Regions from separate parts of the Mus musculus genome. Here all the other regions are linked to region 4. A link is a contact called in public Hi-C data. All regions are on one chromosome and are shown on one strand. The core of a region is the stretch at or near the end of the contact, and the rest is flanking DNA. Distances in the headings are between cores, read along the strand shown.

Evidence for each region. A called contact is a pair of places that touch in the nucleus more often than the background predicts.
Region 1: a contact with region 4 is called in a Hi-C map of bone marrow-derived macrophages, with 12 read pairs. The contact joins two enhancer-like sites. A contact is called at or near these places in 1 of 15 datasets of contacts at CTCF or cohesin (the NIH/3T3 cell line) and 1 of 484 Hi-C or Micro-C datasets (bone marrow-derived macrophages).
Region 2: a Hi-C map of bone marrow-derived macrophages shows a contact between it and region 4, with 9 read pairs. The contact joins two enhancer-like sites. A contact is called at or near these places in 1 of 484 Hi-C or Micro-C datasets (bone marrow-derived macrophages) and 3 of 115 datasets of contacts at active chromatin or transcription factors (CD4 T cells, embryonic stem cells and regulatory T cells).
Region 3: a Hi-C map of bone marrow-derived macrophages shows a contact between it and region 4, with 14 read pairs. The contact joins two enhancer-like sites. A contact is called at or near these places in 1 of 484 Hi-C or Micro-C datasets (bone marrow-derived macrophages), 4 of 115 datasets of contacts at active chromatin or transcription factors (CD4 T cells, embryonic stem cells and oligodendrocyte precursor cells) and 1 of 9 other capture datasets (embryonic stem cells).
Region 5: a Hi-C map of bone marrow-derived macrophages shows a contact between it and region 4, with 12 read pairs. The contact joins two enhancer-like sites. A contact is called at or near these places in 6 of 39 promoter capture datasets (the C10 cell line, cranial neural crest, frontonasal cranial neural crest and 3 more), 2 of 484 Hi-C or Micro-C datasets (B cells and bone marrow-derived macrophages) and 4 of 115 datasets of contacts at active chromatin or transcription factors (T-cell acute lymphoblastic leukemia, bone marrow-derived dendritic cells and embryonic stem cells).
Region 6: a contact with region 4 is called in a Hi-C map of bone marrow-derived macrophages, with 12 read pairs. The contact joins two enhancer-like sites. A contact is called at or near these places in 1 of 15 datasets of contacts at CTCF or cohesin (the NIH/3T3 cell line), 1 of 484 Hi-C or Micro-C datasets (bone marrow-derived macrophages) and 1 of 115 datasets of contacts at active chromatin or transcription factors (embryonic stem cells).

What each region holds. Positions count from the first base shown.
Region 1 is chr16:24,931,583-24,935,220 of GRCm38.p6, forward strand. All of the region lies in intron 10 of Lpp (LIM domain containing preferred translocation partner in lipoma), which reads left to right. Gm52245 (a long non-coding RNA gene) reads right to left here. Exons shown (of 3, transcript XR_003951917.1): 3 at 1,033-1,539. Among named protein-coding and RNA genes, the nearest start is that of Gm52245, 8.0 kb to the right of the region's middle. Within about 2 kb of position 2,304, at least 74 of the 459 cell types and tissues checked have an H3K27ac peak or open chromatin away from gene starts, as enhancers often do. A contact at or near this core is called in bone marrow-derived macrophages, where this site is marked.
Region 2 is chr16:24,990,139-24,993,731 of GRCm38.p6, forward strand. Lpp (LIM domain containing preferred translocation partner in lipoma) reads left to right here. Exons shown (of 13, transcript NM_178665.5): 13 at 1-2,440. Among named protein-coding and RNA genes, the nearest start is that of Gm52245, 51 kb to the left of the region's middle. Within about 2 kb of position 2,058, at least 21 of the 459 cell types and tissues checked have an H3K27ac peak or open chromatin away from gene starts, as enhancers often do. A contact at or near this core is called in bone marrow-derived macrophages, where this site is marked.
Region 3 is chr16:24,877,572-24,881,066 of GRCm38.p6, forward strand. The region is part of intron 9 of Lpp (LIM domain containing preferred translocation partner in lipoma); the gene reads left to right. Among named protein-coding and RNA genes, the nearest start is that of Gm22672, 4.9 kb to the right of the region's middle. Within about 2 kb of position 1,545, at least 35 of the 459 cell types and tissues checked have an H3K27ac peak or open chromatin away from gene starts, as enhancers often do. A contact at or near this core is called in bone marrow-derived macrophages, where this site is marked.
Region 4 is chr16:24,015,305-24,018,871 of GRCm38.p6, forward strand. No RefSeq gene overlaps it. Among named protein-coding and RNA genes, the nearest start is that of Bcl6, 28 kb to the left of the region's middle. Within about 2 kb of position 1,622, at least 28 of the 459 cell types and tissues checked have an H3K27ac peak or open chromatin away from gene starts, as enhancers often do. A contact at or near this core is called in bone marrow-derived macrophages, where this site is marked.
Region 5 is chr16:24,821,126-24,824,871 of GRCm38.p6, forward strand. The region is part of intron 8 of Lpp (LIM domain containing preferred translocation partner in lipoma); the gene reads left to right. Among named protein-coding and RNA genes, the nearest start is that of Mir28a, 4.9 kb to the right of the region's middle. Within about 2 kb of position 1,581, at least 6 of the 459 cell types and tissues checked have an H3K27ac peak or open chromatin away from gene starts, as enhancers often do. A contact at or near this core is called in bone marrow-derived macrophages, where this site is marked.
Region 6 is chr16:24,897,356-24,900,879 of GRCm38.p6, forward strand. The region is part of intron 10 of Lpp (LIM domain containing preferred translocation partner in lipoma); the gene reads left to right. Among named protein-coding and RNA genes, the nearest start is that of Gm22672, 15 kb to the left of the region's middle. Within about 2 kb of position 1,891, at least 4 of the 459 cell types and tissues checked have an H3K27ac peak or open chromatin away from gene starts, as enhancers often do. A contact at or near this core is called in bone marrow-derived macrophages, where this site is marked.

The DNA of each region.
Region 1 (3,638 bases), core at 1,054-3,553, 920 kb after region 4:
ATAGGCCCTCTTCGGTCATCCCTTCACGTCATGGTAGCTTACTAGAGTGCCTTCAATACCAGCACTGGCAGCCAAAGCAGGAAATCTGGACACGGGGGCAGTTCTCCTGCTTCCAGTCAGTGTCCATGGTGTTCTGCAGCCTTATCAAACCTTTGTACAAACTACTCAGCACTGTTAGTAATCACCTGACAGATAACCTTTCAGAGCAAGACCTGAATCGAGCCGGCGCATAGCTTTGAATGCAGAATCCAGCTCCAGACTCCTGAAGGGCTGTTAAAGCACTTAGCTCTGTAGGATAGATGTGTTCAAGTGAGTACATCATGCCGGATCCTCTTCTGCAGCCGTCTTAATCAAGATGCCAAGTATCCCGTTCTTCCTGCCTCTGGGAGTGCATCCTTTTCCTGAAGCATCTCACACCTTCTTCCATTTTACAAGTACTTCTGCTGCTACTGCCACTCCCAACCCCAAAACAGCACCCAGCCCTGTTGGGATTCCTGTGGGCTGTGGTAAGTGAGACGTTTTGCTCGAGTCTGAAAAGACTACAGTGTTTCTGTGTGTACAGAACAAAAATGGAAAACCAGATCATGTGTTTATCTTAGAGCTAAAATTCCAAAACCTAATCTGAAGCGAAGGACCATATTATAGTATAAGACAGTGTCCAGACTCACTTTAAAGGAAGGCTGTGCAGGAGTCACCTTCGGACCTCTATTTAACAGTTCCAGTTCGGGCTTTTTGAAGCCGTTTTCTACAGTAGGCTGTTCTGTATTGAGCAAACATACACAGATGAAAACCCAGCAAACAGAGTGATTTAATTCATTGCTTACCCTGCTGAGTATCAAATTTCCTAACTTTCAACTAATGTTCTTTAATTCCTCTCTTTTCTTTCTTTTCTTTGTTTGTTTGGTTTGGGTTTTTGCTTTTTGTCAAGACAGAGTTTCTTTGTGTAACTCTGGGTATCCTGGAACTCATTCATTTTGTAGACCAGGCTGGCTTCAAACTCGCGGAAATCTGCCTGCCTCTGCCTCTGCCGCTGCCTCTCGATGCTGAGATTTAAGGTGTGCTCACTGCCGGCCTGGCAGCTTCCTTCTTCTTATGAATAATAATGTGGGAAGCCTAGGGAGTCTCTTTTGGCAGTCAAGACATCTTCACTTGTGTCTGTAGCAGTTTCAGTGACTGCTTTTCTCCCTTTAGCTATTTCCTCCCTCGAGCCTCCCAGCAATTGCTAGGGTTTCATAGTTCATGCTAGCTGGACAGATATTACTCTGGAGTCCTGGAAAAAGTAGAAAGTAAGGTGAGAATCACTTAGTTATTCTCTTCAGCAAAACTGTTAATGTTGTTTATATGACAGGCAGTCTGGAATAGAGTGCCTTGGGCAAACTGTTTAACATGTTTACAATCGGCCTCCGGGCAAGTGGAAGGTAGGCGTTTCCATGCACAAATGTCATTGTCCTTGAAGCACCCAACTCCTTGTGAACAATATTGTGTGTCAGCATTCTTCCCAACCAAAAGGGCCAAGTCTGTGTTCAGTTCAGTTGACTTCTGAAAGACAAGAAAAATAACTTGCCATGAGACTGTTCTGATTCTAATGCAAATTTGACTGATGTTAATTTTTCCTTATCTCTAATGAATTTCTGTGTGTGTGTGTGTGTGTGTGTGTGTGTGTGTGTGTGTGTGTGTGTGTGTTTATAAAACCTACGAGGGTTTTCATCTCTGTCTCTAAAGAACCACTTTCGTAGAATCCCACTTTTAAAAAGATACCTGAAAGCCTATTGTGTGCAACATCTGGCTCTCTGGAAATCTGTCAGAAGGAAACTTTTTTTTAAAAAAAGTTGTAAAATAAATAAAAGCCGATTTTGAAAGCATTTAAGTGGACATAGAGATTGCACGAGGAAGGCATTTATTCGAACTGGGTAATTGGCGACACTTCCTCAGGGAGGATGGGAAGGTCTGTGGCACATGATGTTAGTGGGAAAGAGGGGACAAGGATAAGAACCCTAGATGAAGATGTGAAGGCAGGAAGATTGACACATGCGTAGTCATAATCCCAGGGGCAAGAGGGCAGAGGACGAATGGAAGAGCCAGGTAGAGACCAAGCAGCTGAGCATTTTGAGAGCAAACTCTCCAGTTGATCGGAAAGCTTTGAGTGTGCTACTGCAGCCTGAATAAAAGTCTGTCTGCAGCTGCTAAACAGTAAGCAGATCAAACTGGCATTTTATCAGAAAAGGAAGATCTTGTTCTAGTCGCAGTAGATGAGAGGTCTCAGAAGGTTGCGCATTGTGATTTCAGCTACACATGCAAATCCACAAGACTCGGAGCTCATTTTTACTGTTGTGCAACAGGGTTAGTTTTGTTTTGAGCTGAGTCTCCCAAGGAAGTGTGGTAATCAGATTTCTAAATCCATCACATTAAGCCCTGTCAGCAGTGAATCATTGCCTATGTGTTAAAGGTCAAAAAATTTCCCTTTAGAAATTCATTATGGTGGTGACTGGAATGTAAATTTGAATGTTCATGTGTAGTGGGTGTGAATTCAACAGATAAAAGGCCAGAGGAGACACAGAAAAGTCCATGTTGTTATTATTTTAGGTCAGATATTTACAAATTGTACTTTAAAAGTTATGACTGCAAAAACAAAGAGTGCGTATCTTTCTGTCTTGTTTGGGCAAGGCTGTGTGCTGGCTAGTAAGAGGAGGAGCCGGTGTGCTCACACTCCCAGTGTGAACTATTACACTATTGTTCACATTTGCTTTTCCTCACTAATGTGCCCACCCACCTTAGCAGATCCCCAGCTCAATTTCCTGGAATTGTCCTATCAGAAAGTCCTGACTTCAGGACTGGATCCATGTGTGCTGCGTGTGTGCTACCATTGAGTTGAAGACTAGTTTTTATTTTCAGTATTCTTGAAGGTTTATCATCATTGTCATCACTATTATTGCTACTACTGCTACTATTACTATTATTACTATCATCATCATCATTATTATTGGTAAGTTTAACTTTCCGTGGAGTGAACCTAGACCACTAAGCTGAACTCACTCTAAATGTTTCAGAGAATTAAAATACAACACTTCTCTATAAATTTTTAAGAAAAATCTAAGTTTCTGTTTAAAAACAATCAAAAAGTGAATGCAGTGTCTTTACAGGTTGTGATGCATTCAGGAGTAGTTACGAGACAAGTAGAGTGATTGCATTACCTTCCATGAAGCTCTTGGGGAAAAATTGTCTATGTGCATGAGTGTTGTGTCTGTGCATGTGTCTATACACCACCTGAGTGCTTTGTGGACATAGAGTCTAGAAGAGGGGGTTAGATTCACAGGACTGGAGTTACAGACAGTTGTGAGCCTCCATGTGGATGCTGGGATTTGAACCTGAGTCCTCTAGTGTGCTTTTAACCCCTGACCCTTCTCTCCAGCCTTCTTTCTGTGTAGCTCTTACTAATATTTCCACTGCACCAATATTGTTTCCCACGCTGCTAGACTTTAGTTCTGAGCTTCTTGAACATGCTCTGAGTTCCAGGCCATTTCCATCCTCCTGGCCAGCACGATGATGCTCACGTCTAGATTTGGCCATTTTCAGAGCTGACGCACAGGCACTATGTCAAGCCTGTTAGGACAGTTTTCTCTAAAGCTCTCTGGGTGATC
Region 2 (3,593 bases), core at 808-3,307, 980 kb after region 4:
TCTGTGGTGGCTCCGCGAAGTGACTTAGCCTGGGTTTTGCATTGCCTTGTCTGGATCTATGCCTTTATCGTTACTTAACAGATTTGGGGCTTTTCTTTCTTTACCGCTAAGCATGGGCATGTGTGCAATTATGAGGTGAACTTTCTAAGTAGTAAGCCCTTGCCACAAAGTAGACGTTACACAAAGGCACAGAGCCCAGGGATAGTAATCTTGCCTGAGCTGCTCGCACAGGCTTCTTATTCCATGGCTTTGTCGCAGGCTTTTCTCTTTCTGTGCCATCACCTTTGAGAAACATGATTGCACCTTCTCCAACTCTGCCTTTTTAACAGCTTCAGTTGAGTTGGCAAGACTTTCCCAGCTCTGAATATAGCCATTTCCCGACTCCGGCCTCTGCGAGACTGATTTCAAATCTGTGATCTTCTGTTCAGCGTACACATCAGCAAAGTGAGAAGTTGGGTGCTAAATATAGGCTCTATTAACTTTACTTTTAGATGTGCTGCCTTCAAAGAGTGCCTATTCTGAGCAACGTAAACGTTATTCCTACATATGTATGTACACACGGTACCCGGACTCACACTGTTCGGGCTTCACAAACACCATCAGCAGGGGTAGGTGCTGAGATAAGGAAGCATCGCCAAATTGAAGAGGGTGGCTCATTTCCAATCTCCCCTTCAGTGGCTACCATGAAATGGGCTAAAACAAGAGTCTCCTGCACTTCCTGCTGACACAGCCACTTTGCATTTATATCCCAGGAATAGTGGCAAATTGCTGAGGAACCCGTATTTCATGGAAATAATACAATCATGAACATTTCATCAGGAGAGGGAAAGGCAATTAATATGTGTCATGTGTGTTTTAAAAACTAAGTATTGCTAAGTTTTGAGTGTCAGCAGGTTTCTTTTATCTTACAGGCTAACATAGAGAAAACTAACGTCTTGGCTATAGGGAGTGTAAGCTCAGGGGGCCAGGCATCCCTGCCAGCTCCTTGAAGCATTTTTACTCCAGCTCCTAAGAATACCAGTCCATGCTATTTGAGGGCTTTTGTTCCTGGAGCTCTCTCTGTCAGCGACAGGAACTCTAGGTATTTTTGAGGAGGCAGCAGCATAGCCTGGGAGGGTGAGTGGTTACCCAGCAGTCGTGCTCGGAGGTGAGCCAGGTAGATGTGCTGAGGTACATGGAGATACCGTATGATCGTACAAGGGTTGAACGGAGGACATGATTCCAAAAAAGATTGTTCTCAATGTGTCGTCTGACTCAACCAGCTGGCAGATTACACTTGCCAAGTCGCTTCCTTTCCTTCTAAGTCATTTGGCTCCATATTCCCTTGAATATGCCTGTGAGGAAAGTAAGATGTGTCGCCCCATCCACTTAGCCTTCCTGAAAGGACATTAGTGATGCCCTAGTGGTCACCAAGCTACCATGAAATGCCACCACTCCTACTCAGTTGTACCAAATGCAAGTAGAGGGGACAAACTGTGGGAGACAGATTTAGTGCCATCGTGGTTGTCTGCCACTCTGCCCAGTATGATCCCAGCAACCCACGAGATCTGAAGGAACAGGACTGGTGAGTAGCTTTAGGGCTATGGCCGTACTTCTTTAGGAACGTCATGATTGGAGTCAGGTTGATTTTTTTTTTTTCTTTTTAGAGGTGGGCAGTACTTTTTCCCATTTCTCCTGTTACCTATCTTTTGATCTCTATCTAATCTCAACACTAATAATTTTCTGCTGTTGACCTGATCAGATTTCAGTGCTAGAAAAGAATTCTAAAATCTCTTGTGTGCTGTCCTCAAGTCTTTGGGATACACAGGTACTCCTCCTTGGGAACAAACAAACTGAGACAGACACAGTGTGGCCTTGCTCTGAGTTTCAGTCTGGTGACTTGTGGCCATGAGAGAGAGCTTGATATGAAAGCTAAGTCATGTTTAATGGGACAGGGTAAGGACAGGAGAGAAAAGCTGTTAGGCTTTCCCTGTGCTAAACCTATCTCCTGGGAGCAGGCACTTCCTCCTAGCTAGCCACCATCACAGCCTCACCAGCAGCAGCCTCAAGACTCAGTAACATTTCCAACTTAGGAAAAGCTACACAGACGCATAGAGGATATGACATTGTTCATCTGCATGATCCTGACAGAGCCTTGGTATTTTCACAGTGTAAGCAAATTGCATATCTTTGCTGTCTCATAAACCATCGCTGACATCCCCACGGGAGCACACATAATCCTTTCTGAAAATCAGAAGTTGTGTTACAAGAAAGTGGTTTGGGTAATTTCTTTTGTATTTACACATTATTCAATTATATTAAAACATGATTTTATTTACATTCTATCAGTTTTGATTGTGTTTCCCCAGTGCTCAATGAGAATAAATATGAAAATCACAGTTTTTTCTGTAAAAGAATTACTTTATATTTAAAAATCCAATAAACTTCTCATTCCACTTAACTTGCCTCTGTGTGGAATTCTTTCGGAGTCAGATGATCTCTGTTTCCTTTTAAGCCCAGTTACTGTGATTCATTTTTTCACCAGTTGCTTTCCATATGGTCCTCTGAGACTGGGAATGCCTCTCAGAGCGAGTTATGCTGCAAGAACATGAAGCCCCCACTCCATCAACACAAATGAGCTCAACTTCTGACACGTTCGCAAACCACTTCAGCACCCTCTTTCTGAACTCTGCAGAAGTGTGTGTGTGTGTGTGTGTGTGTGTGTGTGTGTGCGCGCGCGCACGTGCACACACACGTCTGTGAGTGTGCGTATGTGTGTATGTGTGCGTATGGGAACACACACATGTCTCTCTGTGTATGAGTGTGTATGTGTGGCCTTTTAATGCTAGACCCAAGTAAGTAGGTCCATTGAGGTGGGCCTGGTGGAATTCTACCCTCGTTTGACACTTTTTCTCCACTTGTACTATGACTATTTCTCAAACACCACAATCACTCTTTGCTTAGGCACCATGAGGAATGCAGGTATAATCCAAAGTGGGGCGAGTGGATAGTACAGATCTCTAGGAGAAAGGGATGGATGAATCAGATACAAGGGAGCAAGACCGCATTTACGCACTTGGCATTTAATCATTCTTCATGCTCTGTCATCATCTTGTCCTCATTTATATTCTAAGAATAACAGAAAAAAAAAAAAAAACAAGTTCACTTTTTCATTCAGCAGATGTCAAGAAAACAAAAACACCCAGTGCACTAAGCCTTAGGGTATAAGCTTACTAAAGTATGACTGAGTCTCCCATCACAAAAACTGGAGAGAAGCCCTTCTCTCTCTCCAGCACCTGGTCAAACATCTGAGATTTGTGAGCAGGAGGGCTCTCACAGAGGCAGCTGTTTTTAAAGCTGCCACATAGAAGGTTCATCTTTGAATGCATGGTGAGTACATCATGAATCCTGGGGAAATTCAGGAAGTTGAAATCATAAGGAGCATGGATGATGTAATTTTCCTTTCCCATCTCTTCACCTTCTCAGTCACTTGATGCTCTTTGACAAGCCCATTCTGTTCTATGTAGTCTAATGTTCTGTGTACCCATTTTGTCCTACTTGAGATTCTGAGAGATAGAAGGACCTTTAGAGACCATTCACGATGACCTGCCAAA
Region 3 (3,495 bases), core at 295-2,794, 860 kb after region 4:
TTTCAAAGCCTGAGTCCACACTTTCCCTTCTAAATCTGCCCTGATTGGATCTATATGTTATGTAACAACTGTGTGCCCATGAGCTCTAGAGAAGGCAAAGGCCAGGTCCCATTCATCTTTCTCTTCTCGGTGAGTTCCAATGCCTGCTCTGTGCAGTAATCACTTGACACTTGTTTATGTGGATATTCACATTCTGTGTTACCTGTTCCAGCTACATGTTAAGATTCGTTGCCATTTGCCCAAGAACTGTTCTATTAAAACATTTTCAATTTTACTAGAAATTTAATGAGAATTCCTCTATTACTCTGTGAATTTTTACCAATCCAGTGTTCAAAGTTGTATGTGGAAAGCAGTGTCTCAGAGGGAAGCAATATGAAACACATGGAACATCTTTCAGGAGCCACATGACAAACCACAAGATTCAGATAAGAATGAAATTCCCTCTAAAAGCAGGCTTAGAGGCTGGGCACAGGATCCTGATAAGGTAGCAGGGAGCCAATGGATTCAGGCTTTGAAAGCTAGCTGGGAAATTCCATGTATGTGTAAAAGGGAGAAAGCCTTTTACCAAGCCATGCATGAAGGTTACTGCTGTCTCTGCTAGGCTGCCACATAAGTAGGTCAATAAATAGTTCATTCAAGTATAACTTTAGTACCTATTCTAAATGGTTTAGAATCTTTTGAATAAGCATGAATTTAAAAAAAAAGAACCCTCTAATATATTGTTCCAAGATTTTTAGCTCAGCAAATCTCTTCTACAATCTTTTGGAGTTGGCAAGTTCCTCAGAAGCTATCCTAAGGATAGTGGTGGTATAGACAAGACAGACGAAGGGGCTCATCACTGCCCTTCATGCCCCCTCTCCTTATTGCTTTAGTGGACAGTAGGACCACCTAGTCCTCAGGATCCATCCTCAGAGCACTGCTGGAAGACCTCTCCATCTTCCTTGATCAGGTACTGATTTACAAAAGCAAGAGTTTGGCCAGCCCATGTCTCCGATTCCCACTGCCTTGTTCTTGAAGTTGCTCTTCATGTTTCCCTCCAGCAAATCCCATGGGGAACCTCTGAAGTGCCTAAGTTACTCTTTAATAAATATCTCTCTTCTCTGAGGCACCATCCCTCCTAGTTGAACCACCTGCCACAAGCTAAATTATTCCTTAGTGTTTACACCTTGCGGATATTTATAGCCATCATCATGGCACCCCTTAGTCATCCTCCAGCCCCGGTGTGTTACATATATAGCTCTTTTAATCTTTCTACAAAGTCAGACTCCTCAGTCTCTTAATCACTTGTACCATCCTCTCTCTGGTGCCTATAAGAGAACAGTTTGAATATATCCCAGATGGCAAAAAATAACCCCAACATGTGGTAACTAGGGGGAGAAAACCACGGAGGAGATGAAAGGAGCAATCTCCAGGTTAATTAGTGGGGTGGCCGCAAATATGTGCACAGTTTGTTTCAGAAATAAAGCAAGCTGTATTTGTTGTAACTGTCTCCACTTTGAACTCAGTAGTATGTTGGTGGAGCCAAGCTGTGTTGATGGTCCAAACAGCCACTAAAGACCTTTGACTTTGTACTCCCTCTGTGTATCTCTTGCTTAAGATGGACTTCAAATAGGATCACATAGCGATACAAGAAAATATTACTAGTTTCTGTTTAGTTTTATGGCTTTACGTGGTTTCTGAGCTTCATATAAGCTCAGTAAGGGAGGACCTTTGACTTGTCTCTCTCGTTATTAGGCACATGGGTATTAGTCATCTTATAAAATTAGCAGTGTTTACTGAATATGATAGCCTAAATAAGGAACAACTTCAGTACAAGAGTGATTGCTCAGAAATGCTCCACAGACAGCAGGAGAATATGGCCATTTCCAAGTTTGTTTTTTTATTAGATATTTTCTTCATTTACATTTCAAATGCTATCCCGAGAGTCCCCTATACCCTCCCCCCACCTGCTCCCCAACCCACCCACTCCCACTTTCATAATGTTTTGAAAGGCTATGCAGAAATGTCCACTAAGTGATTTTCTCCACACCTGATTCAGCCTTGATTCAGTTTATGTACTTATCTTACAAAATGTATCTTGGGTTGGAAAACTAAACTCTGAAGGAGTCCTTAGGAAAACCTCCCGATTCCTTTGGGGGAGGCTGCAGGATGTACCATCTGTAAGAAGAGTGTGCCTCAGCTGTATAAGAAAGGTAGCTGGCAAGGCATAGGAGTGCATGCTTTTAGTCACAGCACACAAAGTCCAGACAGCTTAAAGCAAAACCAGAGAAGAATGCTGCTTACTGGCTTGCCAGGAAAGGAACTTGCAACAGAAACAACATGTAGGAACGCTCTTCACTAGCTTGCTCAGTTCCTTTTCTTATACACACCAGACCCACCTGCCCAAGGATGGCACTGCCCATGGTGTGCTGGGTCCTCTAGCATCAGCCATTAATCAAGAAAATGCCTCATAGATATGCACACAGGCAAATCTGATGGAGATGGGTCCCTCAACCGAGATTTCCTCTTCTCAGAAATGCATGTCTAAGTTTGTGTTGAGATGACAGAAGGTATTGCAGGAAGGTACCTGAGGATGGGCCTGAAGTCAGCCTCTTCATTAAGTTCCTGTATTGAGTTTTTGCCTTGGCTTCCTTTGATGATACACTGTAAACTCTAAGGTGAGATAAGACCTCTCCTCCCCAAATGCCTCTTGGTCATATGGTGACCACAGCAACAGAACACACAGCAGAGAGGATGTGACCAGCCTCCATCTGTGACTCCTAGGAAATTTTCCTTTTCCCAGAGTCTCACGTGGTCCAGAAAGTGTTCCTTCTGGCCCAGCCATGCCCCTCCTATAGAATTGTATGCTTTCTTCTGCAGATGTCTCTAATGTTCTTTCAGGCTGATCAACTCTGACAGTTTCTTCGTGTTTTCTTTTACCAAGCATTTGTCTGCAGCTTAGAAGATATGAGTCTCACCAGAGTTCATTAGAATAGATTTTAGGCTTTAATATTTGTAACTGAGCAGTTCTGCCAGTCTGAAGGTAGCCAAGGACAACCATTTCCTCTCACACACAAAGTAAGGTTGTGAAGGGACTTTTTCTCTGAATGAAGGAGGGGAAGAGGAAAGTAGAAGCCTTCTCATGTTTTATTCAAATGTTAACAAAGAAATCGAGAAGTGTGTTTCCTTAAAATTGACACCATTTTTATCCCAAATGTTCCGGTGAGTGATAGTGGGTATGGCAGGCAGTCACAGCAGGGGGAGCTTTCTCCAGGAGCTCAGTCCCCGTGGGAAGCATTACCTCCAAGTAATACACTAATCGCTTTGAATCCTGCATATTTTCACATACTGTGTGCATACATACGGATATTAATAACTGTTCCCTAGACGTCACTTCAGCACTTGGAGAGCTCAGTGTTGCTAAGCAAGTGCTGGAGATGGAATCAGATGCAGATGGCAGTTCAGCAGAGAGGATTTTACAGAGACGCATGAGGAGAAAGGACGGAGGTGCTGACT
Region 4 (3,567 bases), core at 372-2,871:
TTTTTTACCATTTGTAACTTAAAAAATTTTCACGTTAAAATATGTTTATACTAAAATCATCTTTTTAATAGATTTAAAATCAGAATATTTTGCATTAAAGTTAGGTCTAGCATTTTGCTATAAATTACTTGCATAAAATTATTATTTTTACAGTGTATATACATTTTAATATTAGATGATTTTTATTAAAATATTTACTTTTGAGGTAAGAATAATATTTTCATGTGCCACAAGTAGGTCATGGGTTCTGATAAATTTGCTGGTAAGTAAAAACAAATATGACTTTGTGACCTTAGAAGAATAATTTTCCTGCAGCCCTTAGAGTTGAGGGTGAAATTCATAGACACAGAGCACAGTGTGTGGTCTCCTTGATGCTCGGCTGTAGAGAACAATGATAAACGGCAGCTCCGGGGAATCTCTCTCTCTCTCTGGGTGATGGGCAACTGTCATCTTGGCACTAAGGTTGTTAGAAAGTGCACGATAAATGATACTGTGCGCCCGATTTCAGAACTGTGTGAGATGTAAACACAGTCTCTTCCTTCTGAACATCACTGGATGCTTCAGTTTGGATTTACAGAGTCATTGTTGAAAGCCCCATAAAAGTAGCCAGCCGGTACTGACCATTTACTATAAGCCAGCCACTGGTCTAGGGACGTCACAGGCAGTAGCTCCTTGTTCTTCACAATTCCGCGACAGTAAAATGTGATTGCCTCCACTTTGCCCAGAGCCCACATCTATGCTGCTGCTGCTGCTGCTGCTGCTGCTTCGGGGAAGCTTCATTTAGAGTGGCAGCTCTCAACCTCTGGGTTGAGACCCCAAAGGGTGGCATAGCAGATATTCTGCATATTCTTCATTATGATTCATAACAGTAGCAAAATTACAGTTATGAAGTAGCAAGGAAAATGATTTTACGTTGGGGGAGACACCACAACAAAAAGGGACTCAGCATTAGAAAGATCAAGAACCACTGACTTAGAGGCAGACAAAGTGAGTCTAGGTCTGAGGGGATCCTAACGTTTTGTTTCACTGCCTCTCCAGCTCCTGGCAGGCTGACAGGGTCCAAGCCACCACAAGCAGCAAGAAACAAGAACGTAGTCCCTGGTGTGGTAAGGGCCTCTGTGGATTTGTGGTTTAGGTCTCCTTGGTGCCACCATCTTTTCCAGAGAGAGCTTCCCATTTTGATGGGTGAGTCATCTGGCTATTCTCTGTGATCTTCGGCTCGGTTGGTTTCCTCTCTGAAGGGACGCTTATTCATGCTCAGCATGGGACTTACCTTACTGGTCACCTCTAATGTTCTGTTGGTCATTCCCTGAGTGCAAACTATTGTTATTCTTTTAGCAACATCTTCTTCCCTAGACTCGAAAAAAAGCCAGTAAATACCATCTTATCAAAGAACAGAGCAAATATCTGCTTTATTCTCTATTCCTATGCCATCTGTCCAGGACACAGCAGCCTGCTTATAAATGCTGGGAGAAAGAGTGAGGGCTAGCCAGGCGCAGCACGCAGCCTCTAATTCCTTCAGGCTATGCTCACTGTGCAGCCACTACCTAGAAAGAACTTGAAGCTCTACGTGGAGCAGAGACAGGCACATATCCGAAGACTGGCAGGTTCCTCCCCATCTACTTCTTCCTTCCTTGTTTGATTGACGAGCATTTGTGGGTGCTTCCTACCCCACCCATGTACAGTGTCTGGAGGCATGGGTGAGAAAACAAGTGAGATAACCCCTGGCTTCCAATTTGACTTCCCTGCTTAACAGTTATGAACACAGACACCTTTTTAACCTATCCAATCCTCTGTGTTCTCAACTGCTAAGTGAGGGATTAACATTATTGGGTAGCAGTAAAGGATGAAAGGACACCAAAGGTGTGAAGTGGAAGTGTTCTCCTCTCTCTCTCTCCCTTCCTCCCACTCTCTCTCTCTCTCTCTCTCTCTCTCTCTCTCTCTCCCTTCCTCCCACCCTTGCTCGCTCTCTCTCCCCCCCCCCCCCCAGGGTCAACTGTTGTCTCTTAGCATTTGCTTGGCAACAAAAACAAAGACAAACTGTTGACCTCAGAGGACTTGCATCCATGGAAAGAAAACAACCAGGATATGGGATACAAATAAAACAACCAGAGATATTCAGATTGAGTTTGAAAAGACAGCAGGAGGAATTAGGGGAGGGGATCTTTTCTTTTCTTTTCTTTTCTTTTCTTTTCTTTTCTTTTCTTTTCTTTTCTTTTCTTTTGTTTTCTTTCCCTTCCCTTCCCTTCCCTTCCCTTCCCTTCCCTTCCCTTCCCTTCCCTTCCCTTCCCTTCCCTTTCCTTTTCTTTTTATTGGATATTTCTTTATTTACATTTCAAATGTTATCCCCTTTCCTGGTTTCCTCTCTGAAAAACACCCTCCCCCTGCTCACCAACCCACCCACTCCCACTTCCTGGCCTCAGCATTCCCCCACACTGGGGCATTCAGCCTTCATAGGACATTGATGACCAACTAGGCCATCCTCTGCTGCATATGCAGCTGGAGCCATGAGTCCCACCATGCGTGCTCTGTGGTTGGTGGTTTAGTCCCTGGGAGCTCTGGGGTTACTGGCTACTTCATATTGTTGTTCCTCCTATGGGGCTGCAAACTCCTTCATCTCCTTGGGTTCTTTTCTCTAGCTCCTTCATTGGGGATCCTGTGCTCAGCTCAATGGGTGGCTGTGAGCATCTGCCTCTGTATTTGTCAGGCACTGGTAGAGCCTCTCAGGAGACAGCTATATCAGGCTCCTGTCAGAAAGCACTTGTTGACATCCACAACAATGTCTGGTTTTGGTGGTTGTATATGGGATGGATCCCCAGGTGAGTCAGTCTCTAAATGGTCATTTCTTTAGTTTCTACTCCACACTTTGTCTCTGTAACTCCTGCCATGGGTGTTTTGTTCCCCCCTTTTAAGATGGATAGAAGTATTCACGCTACGGTCTTCCTTCTTCTTGAGTTTCATGTGGTTTGTGAATTGTATCTTGGGTTTTCTGAGCTTCAGGACTAATATCCACTTATCAGTGAGTGCATATCATGTGAGTTCTTTTGTGATTGGGTTACCTCACTCAGGATGATATCCTCCAGATCCATCCATTTGTCTAAGAATTTCATAAATTCATTGTTTTTACTAGCTGAGGAGTACTCCATTCTGTAAATGTACCACATTTTCTGTATCCATTCCTCTGTTGAGGGACATCTGGGTTCTTTTCAGCTTCTGGCTATTATAAATAAGGCTGCTATGAACATAGTGGAGCAGGTGTCCTTATTACATATTGGACCATCTTCTGCACATATGCCCAGGAGTGGTATTGCTGGGACCTCAGATAGTACTATGTCCAATTTTCTGAGAACTCAAGAAGTTAGACTCCAGAGAAACAAATTACCCTATTAAAAATGGGGTACAGAGCTAAACAAAAAATTCTCAACTGAGGAATACTGACTGGCTAAGAAGCACCTAAAAAAAATGTTCAACATCCTTGGTCATCGGGGGAATCTTTTCTTGGGGAAGATTAAGAGGATCAATCTGGACAGGAAGGCAGGTCAGGGAGAGACATCCCTAAAGTAGATT
Region 5 (3,746 bases), core at 331-2,830, 810 kb after region 4:
AGGGAGAAGCTGCTATGTTGGCTGCTGGAGCCTCACTTCAGCACTTGGCAAGAAGGAAAAGCTCAGGGAGGATTTGTTAGCTGAAGGAATCAAGTTATTACCTCGTTCAGGCTTCACCATAATCATCCAAAGTGCATAAAGTCCATATTGTATCTTGTGTCTTTTCAAGTTAAAAAACTGAGTCCCAAGGACCTGCTCAGGGTTTCAAAGGTACACAGTGGCCAAACAAAAACTTGAACCCTAGCTTTCTAGATCCATAACCTTTCTTCACTGACTTCTGGGAATTTTCTATATTAATAGCAATGCATGAACTATCTCACGAGGAAAAATTGCTTCCAAATTTAAATGCGTGATGCATATGCAGGAAATCACTGACTTTTCAATCCAAGGGTAATGCGGTTGGTGTGACTTTCAGGGAATAGGGCTTTCTTTTACCCACTCTTCCTGATGGGCATGTGTCAGTGCACACAAATGCATACCATACATCCCTCACTTCACACTTTCCGAGGCTTCTTAATTCCTCCTCAGGTTCTCCATGCTCTGGTGTCTTTTATAGCTTCTGCTGGACCAGGCACCCACATGACATTTGTTATTGGGATGTCAGCAAGTGTAAAGACTGTGGGAAGAGAGAAAGCTGACCCATCTAATGTAGACGAGAGCCTGGTACTAGTAGAAGTTTGCTTCCGTCCTGATTGTAGCTCATGGCAGGAAGCAGAGTAAAGCCTTTATTGATGACTAAGTTGTATTGAATATTACAGCATGTCACTAATCGCCACGAGACCCTAATGGAATACCATTCTTACTGAGATGGGAGCCAAGGTTCAGCACTGGAGAGAGGTGACACAAACACCACAGCCAGGGAAGGGCGGCCTTAAGCCCTGTGCCTAGAACACACGAACCCTTACACTGAAATTGGCCGCATAGTGTAGGTGTTTGCACAGTCACTTTCTCTTCTTGGGAAACTATCTCTTGTGTTCTTTAACACATCTTTGTAAATGAGAAAAAGGCACACAGTGCCCTGAGATCACAGTAAAATACAAGGGAACTATATTCATTTCCCATATTCCCATATTCAGACAGACAGACAGACACACACACACAATTGAAAAATCTTTAAAAGGATTGCTGTGGGGAACAAATGATGTCCTACGTGGCTCAGCAGTTGAGATCTCACTGCTCTTGAAGGAGATGTGAGTTGGTTCCTAGCACCCAGGGTTGATAGCTCATAACTGCCAGAACTGCATTCCCAAGGAGATCTGACGCCCTCTACTGGATTTTATGAGCACCTGCACTCATAGATCCCTCCTGACCAGAGTCTGTCTCCTTGCCCATCTCCCTGTCTCTGTCTTTCATAGGGAATGTTAAAATAATCTGATAAAATACAAGAGAAAAGTAACATTAGCTTTTAATCTAAAGTGCATGTGGGTAGGGTGAGTCACTGAAAATTGTACAAAAGAGATCTTAAGTTCTGTAGGATGTTTCAAAGTCTGTGGAAATGCAGTGAGTAGCCCAGGAACTCTGTAAAAGCCTATTTTGGTGCTCGGGGTAGACAGATGGTAATAAGGTAATGGGATGTCTAGTCTATGCAGATTCACAAGTCTGGTTCTGCATTTGACCATGAGTCAGGCCTTGGACATGGTTTCTCCATGTAGACTTATTTCTTTCTCTTTTCGTTTCTCATAAATGGCTACGAAGACTTGCTGGAAGCTGTGTGTGGTTCTTTTTACTGAAATTATCATTTGGGGAAACACTTGTTCTCTAAGACTTACTGAACTCCACCCCACAAAGCATGCCCCCTACTCAGATGTCATCTCCTGTACATCATTTGGAAGATGGATTATTGGGGTTTCCCACCAGTCCCCAGCTCAGTTTCTATTTCCAAATTCCGGCTGCCAGTTCCATACTTGGTTAAGATCCTGCTTCTGCCTGGTATCCTAGGGAAACAGTTTGTAAGGGCTGCTGTGTCCATCTGCCTTCCTGCCTGAGTTTTTGACTATACACCCTGATTATTTCCTAATCTAGAAGTGAATCACAAGACTGCAAATGCAGGGAACAGCCTTGAAATATGTTCAGAGTGTGAATACTTACAGAGTTAGGCCTGAGAGTGTAGAGCAAGACACTTGCATTTGTGACTCTACTTATGTATATATTTATAGGCACTTTGATAAAGCCAATGTAAGTGCATACATAGTTGGGCTGTGTATCAAGAAATCTTAATTTTTAAATGCAGAGACATTACAATTACAGTGTGAACATGGACCTGGAAACCTCCCTGCACACCATTCCCAGTCAGCTGTGACATTGTTCAAGGGACCCTTGGCTTGAAGTTGTCAAGATAAGATAAGTTGGTTAGCTTCAGGCTGTATCTCTTCATCTACAAGAAGCCCATCCTCCACTTGTCATGGGAATTTTGAGCCTTTGTCCTAGAATTTTTTTTTTGACCAAACTAACTTGTTAAATAATATATTCTACAGTCTTGGTTTTATACTCCTAGATACATAGGTATTATACCATCAGAATCATAATTTGGGGTGTAGTGGTGAATGTCTGAAATCCCACACAGCAGGATCCAGAGGTCAGGAACATTATGAGTTACAAAACAGGACTATATCACAAAAGCAAACAATGTAGAGTAATATAAGCAGTATCCTAGACAGATTTGATTTTTATATCAATAAACAGTCTTCTACCAGATAAATCTGTATACTTTTCAAGCTTTGAAAAGTTTGAACCTTACTCCTAAATTTCCATCCAGCACACTTAATATGAACAGCAGGTTATTAAAAATTTACCTATTTGGCTTGTAAAACTTTGGAGCCTAGTTGCTAAATTCACCATTGGACATTGTTGGAAGTCAAAGATGAGCAGAAAAGAAGAAAGCATAGGTTTTGACATTTTTGAGCACACTAACCTTGTCCTTGTAGTTATTCTAGCCAGTACAATGCTAAGTAAGATCCAGAAGATGTAGTGAGTAGGTGAGCTGGGCCTCTCACTGGAAGCTTGTGAATAAAAATGTTTGGAAGGGTAGACAGCCTAGGTCTTATCATATCCCTAGCATTAGAGATGGAGCCCTTAGCAGCTAGAATCTGGTGTTTCATTTAATTACTTTTCAAAATGCCGTTACCAGAATTTTTATGTAAATACATATTTTATTCCCTGAGGCATGTTAATATGAAATCAAAATTATACAACACTGAAAGGAAAACACAATTTCCTTTCTTTTCACCAGGTCTCTCTAATGTGTTGTTGAAAACATGCTATAGGATGGTGAAGATGCTCAGACTGTGCCTGTGATTCCTGAAGTATTTATACTACAGAGCCATAGCACCATGTCATCATGATGATCGTCAGGCAGCTCACAGAATGCAGTTCAGTAGACTATGGGCTTAGCAGTGATCCTGAGCTCCCACTGTAGGAAGTGCCGCTATCCTTAGGGAAACAGGCCCTAAATTGACAGGCACAGAGCTACACTATGTGGTATTCAGTGGTTGATGACTCAAAGAGACATGGCTATTTCTTATTATATGTTTATATGTCAAACATTGTTCGTCTGTCTTGTTACCCACATCATTCCTAGAACAGACCTTGCATGTGTGGCTGCTACAGTTATCTTCATTTTTAGAGGGCACTGAACCGTAGAGAAGGTGAGTTATTTGCCCAAGGCTATACAGTTAACAATAATTGAGTTTTGTGATGTATTCTCTTGTTCTATTCTCTAAAAACAAGCTGAAAAATAAGTTATATTG
Region 6 (3,524 bases), core at 641-3,140, 880 kb after region 4:
GATACATTGAGTGTGGGGCTGGTGAGATGGCTCAGCAGTTAAGAGCACCGACTGCTCTTCGTAAGGTCCTGAATTCAAATCCCAGCAACCACATGGTGGCTCACAACCATCCACAACAAAAATCTGATGCCCTCTTCTGGAGTGTCTGAAGACAGCTACAGTGTACACACATATAATAATTAATTTAAAAATTTTTTTTAAAAGATACATTGACTGTATAATAAAGAAATTTATTTTCCCGATATCCATAAAATATTTAGAAAAACATTTATCAAATCAAAATCTAAAAGGAAAATACATATGGTACACCAGTTTAGTCCTACATCTTGGGAGGCTGAAGTAGGTATGTTGCAAGTTCATGGCCACTCTTGATTACATAGGGAAACCCTGTCCAAAAGGAAAAAGCAAACAAATTCTGAAAGGGAACTGTAGCTGAATCCAGCAGTTGACTAGCCAAGATAACAGCCGAGAAATGAAAAGTTAAGTAAACAAACACCCTGCTTGTGCAGACTGCTTCAACTACGGAAGGAAGATGATAATGCCTGCCAGACAGAGGACGTGGATGGAGGTCTAAGTCACAGAAGCCACTGTAAGGAGAGTACAGAAAATACCTTGATGCTCATAGGAGATGCTGCCTAAAGAAGGGGTGGGATGCAGGCCATTCATGACAAGTTGTTGGTAACTGAAAAAAAATTCTAGGATATTCTATAACAGTGAATTCAAGGCCAGCTGAGGTTAGAAAAGACCCTGTCTCATGGGGAAGGGTCGGAGGTGGGTGGGAATTAATGAATGCGGTACAAATAAATCTAGACAAATGTTACAAACTGTGGGGGTGAAAAAAGTGTGGGCATAACTATAGACCATTTCCTTTCTCTCCACTGAACCTAGGCTCCTTTGCTCTGAGTAAAATGCTTTAATCCTAGTACACTTTTTCTCAATGTAGCCTTGCTAACATGCACAAAACCTTAATTTCAAAACCCATGCTTCATAAACCAGGTATGCTAGCACATACCTGTAACTACAGCCAGGGAGGTGAAGACAGGGTGATTAGGAGTTCAATGCCAGCCAGGGGTGCAGTAGACCTTCCCTCAAAAAAAAAAAAAAATCACATGTTTCATAGGAAAGATGCTTTTTCTGTAAATCTAAAATATGCAAGGGGGGGGGGGGACCCTCAACCTCACCAATGTAGATGAAAGTCAGAAGTGCTACCTGAGAAAAGGCGAGGAAATGTCACTAACAGGGTTTCTCCTATCTTCAAAGAACAAATGATGCCTGCAGTGTCTCCACCCTCAGCCTTCTGAGACCCTAACTTAGCCTGCCTCAGGGAGGGAGTGCTAATCTAACTGCACATGTGGAGAAAGCCTAAAAGAAATGTTGAGTTCAGTGCTGCGTGATAAATTGGAGTGGTAAAGTGAATGCCACATAGTAAAATATTCTCAATTATTTGATGAGTGCAATATTTGAACAATATTAGCAGCCTTTAAAATACTTGGTTTAAACTCATATAGCACATTGGGGCAGGGAGAGAATATGAGTGTAATTCTCTCCATGGATACGTTTCACTGAAATGATACTTCATAAATTTGTTACAAATTTTTTAGGATTTAATTATTCTAAAGAGTGTGTGCGTGCTTGCATGCATGCATACATGTGTGTGTGTGTGTGTGCATGTGTGTGTACGTGTGCATGTGCGTGATGGGTGTACCATGCTGGTAGATGTCAGAAAAGGGCATCAAATCCCCTAGAACTGGACTTACAGGTGTTTGTGAGCCTATGTTTTAGGAACCAAACCCAAGTTCTCTGCAAGAGCAGCAAATACTCCTAACAGCTGAGCCACGTCTCCAGCCTATCATGCCTTTTTTTAAAAACAAGCAACCACCCCAGCACAAAGCCAGCTCTAAATAAAATGAGGAAACTAGTTTAGTTGAATAAGGCCAGCCTTCCTACCCTTGAATCTAGGAATGTGCACGATCATCTCTTATATTTGTATTTTTCTAAACATGCTTTTTAACTTTTGAAGTAGGACTATGAAAACAAAAAGAAAAGAAAAGGCTAAATGCATATATGTTTGCACAATTATGTAGGTTTTATTTTTTTGACACAGACATAACAAATAATATAAAGGTCCACATACTTGTTACCCGGTTTAACAAAAAACTATTAGAAATGCACTGGATTCTTTGTTCTCATCACAGTCCCCAAACTTCCTTCTGTCATACCCATGGGGTTCTAATGCACATCTTTGCAGTGTGCACTGTTGTTTACATGCAGGGTTTCATAGCTGTAAATATAGAACATATAAACATTTATAGACAATGGTAGACTATAAAACATGATTAAATCTAAAGTGGTAGGACAAAGCCTAAAAAGCTGACAAGATAAAAGTTACAAGGTTAGATTTAAAGAATACATGAGAGATAGCCCTTCCATAAAAGCCGTAAGAAAAACTGAGCAACTAGGCAACACTGGAAATTGTGTCTGTGTAACGGAATTTAGGGTGCTTTGGAGCCCGCCTGACACTTGTATGCCACTCTTAGAGCCACTCATTCATAATCAGCAGTATGTCCAATCTATGGCTACCTTTTCTAATGATATAGCTCTGTCCTCCTGTGGACACTGGGCAGTACTTTACTGACAGAGAAGCTGAAGCACATACCTCCTAGTTGACTGACCAGAGCAACAGGAAGTCCTTATTGATAACATTTATAACATTTCCCCCTAACTCTTATCCCAAAGTATACCAATTTCTATTGTATTTGAATAAGAACATTTAAGGCCCAGAAGGAACTAAAATTAAAGAAGTACTTTAATTCAGTGCTGTTGTTTTATGGCTGGAAAAGCTAACAGCCAGAGAAAGTTTGTTGATTTGCCTGAATTCACATGTTTGGCAATGGTAGAAGCATGAATAGAAACCAAGAGCCTTGGTGGTACCTTCAGAGACCCTCCCTCTTTAGGAGAGTTTTGAAATAACTAAGCCTATGTGTCTACAGAGACAGAGTGATCCCTGGGGAAAGCTGGACTCTGCCCACTTCAGTAGGACCGTGAACCAGGACAGCATTTGCTTCAGCTCTGACCAGAATGAAGGGTCTCGTATTTCCAGGTTCAGTGCCTCTGAAATGTTATGCTAGAACCTTCTTCCTGCCCCAGTTTGTTTATTTTTAAATGAAGCATGAACTCACCAGCCAGTGTTTGACAGAGTTTGGATGAATGTCAGCATCAGGCCACTGCAATAATGGTTTAAGATTTATATTTAAATATAATCCCATTACTTATACACTTCATTAGGCTGAGTGAATTGCTGGCTGTGGTTCAGCAAAGTTCCTACTTTAAAGATAAAGGATGGAAAGAGAATAGGAAAGGAGCCTCTTTATTCCTTGTTTTCTTTCTTATTCATCTTGCAGCTCTTAATGGACAGAAGGACAATAGTTAGCCATCTACAGCGTAACGTCTGCACTGCCGAAGCCCTCTGAACTGCTCTGCACCACCAGAACAAATTGTCCATAGCTTTAAATTTCCTATAAGTA